2 separate regions of the Mus musculus genome follow, and region 1 is linked to region 2. Evidence: chromatin contacts called from public HiChIP or PLAC-seq data. All regions are on one chromosome and are shown on one strand. Each heading gives the region's core, a stretch centred on a gene start, on an enhancer-like site or on the middle of the called end of the contact. The rest is flanking DNA. Distances are from core to core; before and after follow the strand shown. Region 1 holds the start of Acsf2 (acyl-CoA synthetase family member 2). Region 2 overlaps Abcc3 (ATP-binding cassette, sub-family C (CFTR/MRP), member 3).

Region 1 (4,270 bases), core at 371-2,870, 250 kb after region 2:
AAAAGAAAGAAAGAAAAGAAAGAAAGAAGGAAAGAAAGAAAGAAAGGAAGGAAGGAAGGAAGGAAGGAAGGAAGGAAGGAAGGAAAAACAAAAACAAAAATCACATGTGCATGGAGCCATGAGCCCCTAGGTCTCCTCAGGAAAGAAGGCAGAGGGATGTTAAAGCACTTCACAGGAGCTGAACATGTACTAACATCAGTGTTAGAGTGCTAATTCACATACATACATACATACACACACACACACACACACACACACACACACACACACACACACACCAGTTTGTTTCTTAATTCTCAGAAGGCACTTAGCTCTCAGAACCTGAGAGTTCCAGCCAAAAAGACATCTTCCAACTTGTCCGTCCAACTTCTTCTCAGGGGGGCTGTCTTTTGATTGGGTGCACAGGGTTTATCTGTTTAGCCCCAACTGTCCTGGAATTTACTTCATAGGCCAAGCTGGCCTTGAACTCAGAAACCCTGGCTCTGCCTTAAAGGTACACACCACTACTCTCATCGGCCTTAGTAGTGTCTTTTAAACTTAGTAGTGTTTTCTGAGACATATTCCTCTTTCTGCCGTGCCTCCACTATTCCTTTCCAAGACCACAGCCTGCACAATAATACGGACAACAGGCTTAGTAGTTTGCCCTTCCGTGCGGTAGAGCAGGATAGGCGATGTGCATACCTACTGGACGCAGAGGATACCACCATTCACCTTGTTGCACAGCCAACTCTCCCAGCTTGGCCTTTCCCCAGCAAGCTCCTGCAGTCCCCTCCGTGTCTGGTCATATTAGATTTATTCAGCCAACTCTCTCCTGCCAACCCCTTTCCCAGATCTTGCACTGAAGACAGATGAAAAAATGGGCCCAGAAGTGGTAATGACTGAAAGGAGGAAGGAAGCCGGGCAGTGGTGGTACAGGTCTTTAGTCTCTGCACTCAGAAGGCAGAGTCAGGCAGATCTCTGTGATTTCAAGGCTAGCCTGGTGTACAGAGCGAGTTTCAGGACAACCACAGCTACAGAGAGAACCCTGCTCCAAAAAGTAGAGGAGGTGGTGGAGGAAAAGAAGGAAGGAAAAGAAAACAAAGGAAGGAAAGATCTGTTATACTCAGTGCCCTGTGGACCCCCAAACGGTCCCCACATTTTTCACGGGAGTTAATACAGCTGAGAGAATGCCCTAGCAGTATTCAGCTCTATTCCTCGGGTGTACTGTTAAAAAGCCTCCACTCCTGGCTCTGTGTACCACATGGGACGCATACAGAATTCTGAACTAGAATTTGAACTCAGCCTGGGACTCCTGTGGCTATGAGCAGCAGCCCCAGATCCCGGGCAGGCCTGGCTTTTCCCTTTGCCTAGGTGGTAGGGTAGTGTGTGTGAGGGCTACCCAGAGTGGGGTCAGCCCCTGCCAAGCACTGCAGAACTCCCAAGTTCCCTTCTCGGGACTGCCCAGCCCCCTCTCTTTTCGGAATGCTGCTCGGGGTACCTGAGAGCGCGGACACTCTGCAACTTCGAGTTCGGCCGAGGGCGAGAGAGCAGCGTCCGGGGGCCCCGCGCCCCCAGGCTCGCGATACACAGCCTCCCGAAGCGCAGCATCCCGTGATAGACAGCCATGGCTCGCTTCCGCCGCGGGTCCGGGCCGGGAGTAAACTTTGAAAGTGAACGAGGCGAGGGTAATTAAGAAGCGGACGGGGAGGCGGGAGGGTCGCTCTGCCTATGGGGTGAGGAGGACTGGGTCCCCGCGGGGCGGGGCGGGGCGGGGCGAGGAGAGGCCGGGAAGTGGCGACTCGGTCCTGGCCACCTTTGCGTGGGAACTGCAGCCCTTCAAGCCCGCCCTCGAAGTCCCGCCCTTGTCCCCCCTCCCCCTCCCGGGGCTCCCAAGACCGGCTCTGCAGCACAATACAGGGCCTTCCTGCAATCATCACTCTAACTTTGGAGGGCCTAAGAGTTTCATAAACGGGAAAACAATCAACAGTCTATATAGAGCCAGATGACAATGCCTGGACTGGTTGGTCCCACGTGCCCAGTAGGGCTTGGGTCACGTGGGGACTTCCTGGGTGCTGAGCTACAGGCCAAAGGAATCTGCCCCGAGTGCCCCTGAGGCCTGCCAACTGGAGCAGAGGGCCTCTGGGGAGAGGAAAGGTAGTTGGGACCTACCGCTCTGATGGGTAAACCCCTCTGTATTCGGAGACCTCCGGGGACCAAGGTGCTAGTCTGGCCAGAGGCTAAGAGTCAGCTTTACTTCGACCTTGCATCCTCCCCACGACTCTGAGAAGAGTACCAGGTAGACAAGATTAGGTGGCATCAGGGACGCGTCTGTTGTATCCTACCTTCCCTCTTTCTGCTCTAGCCTGAAGCCTTAAACACAATTTCCTCAGCTGCTCCCCTAGGCTCCAAAGGACCCTGACTTTGTGACTCAACCCTCTAGCTGTGCCCTTAGGAATGTATTCTAACGTCATCCAAGGAGGATGGGTGACAAGATCTACAAGAGGTGAGTGCTCAGGCTGTGCGCTGGGTGTCCAAAGATGAGTACACTAGTCCTCCACTTTCTAGCTCCTCGTTGTCCTGAACGATCTGGGAAAGAAGAGAAGAAAGGCCCCCGGCCGGGTGGCTTCCCTTCTCCTGACTTGGAATGAAGAAAGCCAGGCAGAGGAACAGTTGGCGGAGGGTGGAGGTTAGCCTGGTGAACCTTTGCCTTGATCTGGTTCAGCTGGGGTCATGACTAATACAGCTACTCCTTCTCTGATCTCCAGAGTGACCAGATATCTCTCTCTTTCTCTCCCTCTCCCTCTCCCTCTGACAGCTTTTTGGAAAGAATCTGTGTTCCGTTGGAGAACAAGTCAAGAGGAGAGACTTTGAAAAGCTGGGCTTGAAACGGCATGATGCCCTCCAAATCAAATGTATACAGTGGTTTCAGACAGCCAGGCCCAGGGAGTGAAGGGTGCTGACTGGTATCCCAAGTTCAGGAGCCAAGCCCTGCCTTGAAGGCTTGGTGGATGACCCTGGACAAATCGTTGATTCCTTCTAGATAAATAATTGTCCTGGCAAAGTGAAGGGTACATTCTGGTCCCCGGGACCCTTTCTCTTCCTGACTAGTCTCTGAGTGAGTCTTGGGGGGAAGGGAAGATAAGCCATTCTGCCTGTCCTATGGGCTAGCCTGGGGAAGCCTTTATCGCCTTCCCCTTGTTTCTCTGACTCAGAAATGGACTCATAGACCTGCATGATTCCAGCCAGGGCAATAAAGGTAGGAGAATCAGGAACTCAAAGTCATCTTCAGCTACACAGGGAGTCTGTGGCCACCCTAGGGAGAAAAAAAAGAGACAGACAGACAGACAGACAGACAGAGAAAGGGGCTCTAATGTCAACATGAAGTAGCTTTTTTTTTTTTTTTTTTTGAGACAGGGTCTCATATAGCTCAGGCTGACCTCATCTGTATAAATCTTAGCATGACCTTGAACTTTGATCCTCCTGCCTCCTTTTGTCTTCTGGAATTACAGACTTGCACCACTGTGGCCAATCTTATGTGATTTGTTCGTGCACACCATACGTGCACACAATGGAGATCAGAAGACAACTTGTTGAAGTTGGTCTCTCCTTACACTGTGTGAGTCCAGGGATTGAACTCAGGTCATTACGCTTGGCAGGAAGCACCCTTACCCACCGAACCATCTCCTGGGCTCCTACTGTTGCTATTTTTTGGAGACAAGGTATCATGAAGCCCAGGCTGGCTTCAAACTTACTAAGTAACTGATGTTGGTCTTGAACTCCTGATCCTCCTGCCTCCTGCTCCAAAGTGCTGAGATTATAAATCTGTCAACATGTTCTCCTGTGTCCAAAAAATCTAATCACAGTGAAACAAGTATAATGCCTCTAGCCATAGAAATTGTCTTAGCTGAAATGATAAAGGGGGTGGTGGAGGAGAAGGAAGAAGGTAGAGGCCAATAGTCTTATAAATTTTGTGTTGCAGGCCTGATGATAGATAGATATATAATACCAGCTACTTTAGAGAGATTGAAGCAGGAAGATTAAAAGGTCAAGGCCTGCTTGGGCAATTAGAAAGATGCTGTCTCAAAATAAAAGGTAAGCTGGCATGGCAGCACACACCCACCTTTAGTTGACAGGCAGATCTCTGAGTTCAAGGCAAGCCTGGTCTACATAGAGAAACCCGGTACTGAAAAAAAAAAAAGTGGGGCTGGAGAGATAGCTCAGTGGTTAAGAGCACTGACTGCTCTTAAGGTCCTGAGTTCAAATCCCAGCAACCACATGGTGGCTCACAACC
Region 2 (4,273 bases), core at 1,456-3,955:
ACTCGGCAGGAAACTGGGCTGCAGCAAAGCCAACGCTGTAATCTGGGACTTGGGCTGCTGCTGCTGCATGGATTAACTGCCCCACCCAGGCAAGACTGAGCCTGGAGTTAGAGTCTCCTAGCAACCACACACAGGATGCACCTGGCATAAGACCCATAGGCAGCTGCACTAGGGTAAGGTGGGAGCCCCCCCCCCCCAAAGCCTGGAGAAAGACCCTTTTGTGAGACAGGAAGGTTTCTTTCAGAACCTCACCTGCCAGGCTGCAAAATCTGTGTGCTGGGCAGGAGTGACCATTACCTCCTGACCACTGTCTAAATTTGCCCAGGAGGCTGTGTTATCCAAACTCAGTCTCTAGTGGCTTCTCCTGGCCCTTAACATGAAGACCAACTGAATCTGTATGCTCTTCCACTCAGCTTTTGGGGCCTACTCCTCTCTCTGACTCTGCCCTCCTCCAGCCTCAGTGCTCCCTGCCTTGGGGCTGTGCTGCCTCAAGTTCTGAGGTATGCAGGCCCCTCCCTTCCTCATTCCCCTCTCACTCCTTTCTTATCCTTTAGGTCTAGCTGGCACTTTCTTAGCAGAGAGGGTCCTGTTACCTTGTGTAGACTCCTCTGCCTGCACACAGGGACCCCTGCTTCCTTCCTTCCCGTGAGCTCTAAATACTCACTCTGTAACCTGACTCATAATTTCTGTCTGCTCTTTTAGAAGGTGTGAACTCCTAACTCCCCCCACCACACACACACACACGTGATGGGGGCCCAAGCCTCCCATCCAAGGGCTGCTGGGGAACGAGTCCAGCCTCCAGGTGTGAAGCCAGCATTTCCAGCTACTTAAACTCGGCTTTCAGTGGGATTCTGAATGGGAATGGAGGGTAGACATGGAGAAGGGATGGGTCAGACACAGGGATGCATCAGACGCGCACACGCACCCTGGAAGATCCTCCTGGCTGCATGAGGACACTTCTGAGAGAGCATGCAAACTTCAGTTGACCCATCACCCTGCCCAAGGAAGCCAAGAGATTCTGAGGGCAATCCTTGGAGGAACAAGTGCTAGGGAGACTCACAATAAATGGGCTTTAAGAGGGCTAGGGAGCAAAGTGACATCTCTCAGCATGACCTTTGGTTTAACCATTATTTCATTGACCCTTTAACAGCCGTTCTGAGAGATCTGAAGCAGGCCCAGAAAAGCCTTGCAAGTTGCCTATAGTCACACAGCAAACAGGGGCTCAGTGCTCTGGCTCAGACACAAAGCCTCCCCTACAAGCATCAGTTCTTTCCAGCACTGTTAGGGTCTATTCACCAAGGATGGGACTCAGAAATCTGTCATGTACCTCCCAAGCAGCTTTATGGGGTGTGACTGGTGTACTTCCCTGGCCCAGGTGGTAGTAGTGAGGTACACGGGGCAGACGATGTGATGGACATGCGAACACTCCCTCATCAACCTTGGAAGTGACGTGAGGGGACATTCCCTTCCCCTTACCCATCAACAATAAGGAGCCCTGGCTCCTTTGTGGTGGTCTCTGCAGTTTCCGATGTCTAGGAAGCCTGGTGTACCTTTTGTCACATATTAGTCATTCCCAAAGGACCTTGTGTCTTTCTTTGCATGTGTCAATGTACCCAGTTAGCCCTGTTCTATTCTACACTGTACTCGAAGCTTGGGAATTCCGCTCTATCGCCCCATACCATTGCCAATTCCAAGAGCTTCACACCCAGATACTTTCAATGGCCCTGCCTCTTCCTGACTCCCAGGTGACAGCTGCTGATCCCCTCCCACCTCTTCTGGGGCTCACCTGTTGTAGTCCATGATTGTGTTGAGCCGGTGGGCGATGGTCAGTACGGTGCAGTCTTCAAACTGGGTACGGATGGTGCCCTGGATGAGGTCATCCGTCTCCAAGTCAATGGCAGCAGTGGCCTCGTCTAAAACCAGGACTCGGCTCTTCCGGAGCAGGGCTCGGGCTAGGCATACAAGCTGCCTCTGGCCAACACTGAGAAAGAAGGCAGGAGTTTTCAGCTAGGTGCCCAGGCTATCTTCCAGACTACCCTTCTTTACATGTCTGTCTCCACCCCTTCTCAGCAGCCCGGGACTGGTTGTCAATCTTTCCTGGTTCTGCCACAGTTCTCCAGGAACAGGGGCAAGGGCTTGTACCACAATGAGGCACCTGGAAGGCTAGAGCCAGAGCCAAACACTACTGTGCCGGCTCCATTGTAAATATTCTCAGGTCTCTTCTTCCTGTGCTTCCTTCCTGACTACTCTGCAGCTAGTACCACTGTGTGCCTTCAGTGCACAGTATCAGCCAATCACACTTTAGTAAGAATATATTGGGATTGCTCTTCCTGGATACATACAAGCCATTCATGCCCTCTTGCTAAAACTGCAATTACACCATCTGACGGCCATCCCCTACCCGCACAGGGAATAGAGACCTCGGGCTCTATTTGGGAGATGTGTAAGGGAAGAACCTGGGGACTCCCCATCTTTGTTCACTTCGACCCAGGAGAGCTGATCCTTATCTTCAACCTCTGGCCTTGAAAGCCAGAACCAGTAAGCAAAGCAAGGCTGTGTTCCCAACCAGAGGCTATAGCATTCCCCCCCCACACACACACACACACAAGGACAAATACCTCAACCCTTCCCAGAGGGGTGAGTCACAGCCAGAGTAAAGACCAGCCTCCCTCCCTGGCCTCTTCCCGCAACTAATGAAGGTTTTGGCAGCAGAATGAGCTGCCAGATAGAACTCAGGGCTGATTAATGGTGGACCTGGCAGAGAATACAGGTTATACTTAAAGTGACCGCAATCTCACTGAGGGAGAAGGAGGGACCATTTCATCTCTGATCCTGGTATAAAGGGCTACAGACACTCTGGGGAAGTGCTGGGGACCAGCAGACAGCCAAGAGCTCTAGAGACCGGGATTGAAGAGCCCCTCCTTGCCATCAGCCATATCCCTGTGTGCTTATGTAAGTAAAAGCCAGTAAAAGGTACACCTTTACCCTTACAGACCTTTTGGAGCAGGAGAGAAGGCGCTGTACTGGGGATTGAACCCAGACCTCACATTCACTCAGCAAGAGCTACATCTCCAGCCAAGGCTGGCCTTGAACTTTGAATTCTCTTAGGGCAACTAGTTGGGACTACAGGTGTGTGTCATCAGACCCGAACCACATGTTTTCGGTTGGAGAGAGCCTTGTGATGAAGCAAGGACAGTAATTGGGGACAAAAGTCTCACACTTCCCTGAGTCCCTTGCCCTGTCTCTGGCTGCCCATGCAATTTTGGGCAAGTAATTCCATTTCTATTTCCGGTCCATGGGGCAACAGTAAAGATTAAATGAGATGGTGAAGGCCACAGTACTTTGAATACTGCAAACATTAAGCACCGGTCAGGCGTGACCTTTTGTTTGTTTATTTCAAGTTTTGAAACATGAGTATGTGCTGCATATAAAGATGGGGAAAAAAAGGGTTAGGAATGTAGGTCACGGTAGAGTGTTTCTGAGCGTGTGCAAGGTCTTGGGTTCGACCCCAGCACCAAAAGGAAAAAGTAAGAAAAGGAGAGAGGGCAGAAAGAGGAGGGAACTTGGTGACACTTCACAGGAGCATATGTAGGCTAAATGCAGAAAAGACCCAAGACTGCTTCCTTCAAAGTGGAGCCACTGACTGGCCACAGCTGGCTCTTTCAGACTTGAATTTTAGCTACTCTGGACAATGCTGTGCTGAAAGTGGAAAATACAACCAGGTGTGGTATCTCATCTTAGGAGGCAGAGGCAGGGAGGGAGGGATGGAGAGGGGGGAGAGGGGGAGAGGGGGGGAGGGAGGGAGGGAGAGGGAGAGAGACAGAGAGAGAGAGACAGAGAGACAGAGACAGAGAGACAGAGGTAAGATCTCTCTGAGTTTTAGTCCAGCCTGGTCTACATAGCAAATTCTAGGACAGCCAGGGCTACTTACATAGAGAGATCTTATCTCAAAATAGAAACAAAAACAACAATAACAAAACAAAAAAAGAAAACAGAAAATACAGGATACTAAACTGAAAAAATGCAAAATGCAAAATACCCACAACAACTTCCTGTTTTGTTTTGTTTTGTTTTGAGACAAGGACGCATCATGTAGCCCAGGTTAGCTTTAAGTTCAAAGTCGTTTCCCTGTTTCAGCCTCCCAAGGTCTGGAATAATAAGCTCATATCACCTAATAGCTTTTATACTGATGGCACAGTGAATGTTAGTTTAGATACATTAGCCTAAATAAAATGTGCTGTTAGAATTGATTCCAGGGCCTGTTTAGTTAGGT

Evidence for each region. HiChIP or PLAC-seq counts read pairs in DNA pulled down with a chosen protein or histone mark.
Region 1: a contact with region 2 is called in an HNF4G HiChIP or PLAC-seq map of pancreatic cancer cells. The contact joins the promoter of Acsf2 here to the enhancer-like site in region 2. A contact is called at or near these places in 22 of 39 promoter capture datasets (the 3T3-L1 cell line, 3T3-L1-derived adipocytes, the C10 cell line and 12 more) and 2 of 115 datasets of contacts at active chromatin or transcription factors (embryonic stem cells and pancreatic cancer cells).

The regions. Positions count from the first base shown.
Region 1 is chr11:94,600,166-94,604,435 of GRCm38.p6, forward strand. Acsf2 (acyl-CoA synthetase family member 2) reads right to left here and starts at 1,621. Exons shown (of 16, transcript NM_153807.2): 1 at 1,478-1,621. The coding sequence starts at 1,605.
Region 2 is chr11:94,344,161-94,348,433 of GRCm38.p6, forward strand. It overlaps Abcc3 (ATP-binding cassette, sub-family C (CFTR/MRP), member 3), which reads right to left. Exons shown (of 31, transcript NM_001363187.1): 30 at 1,787-1,981. Among named protein-coding and RNA genes, the nearest start is that of Gm51871, 5.9 kb to the right of the region's middle. Within about 2 kb of position 2,706, at least 73 of the 459 cell types and tissues checked have an H3K27ac peak or open chromatin away from gene starts, as enhancers often do. A contact at or near this core is called in liver, pancreatic cancer cells and trophoblast stem cells, where this site is marked.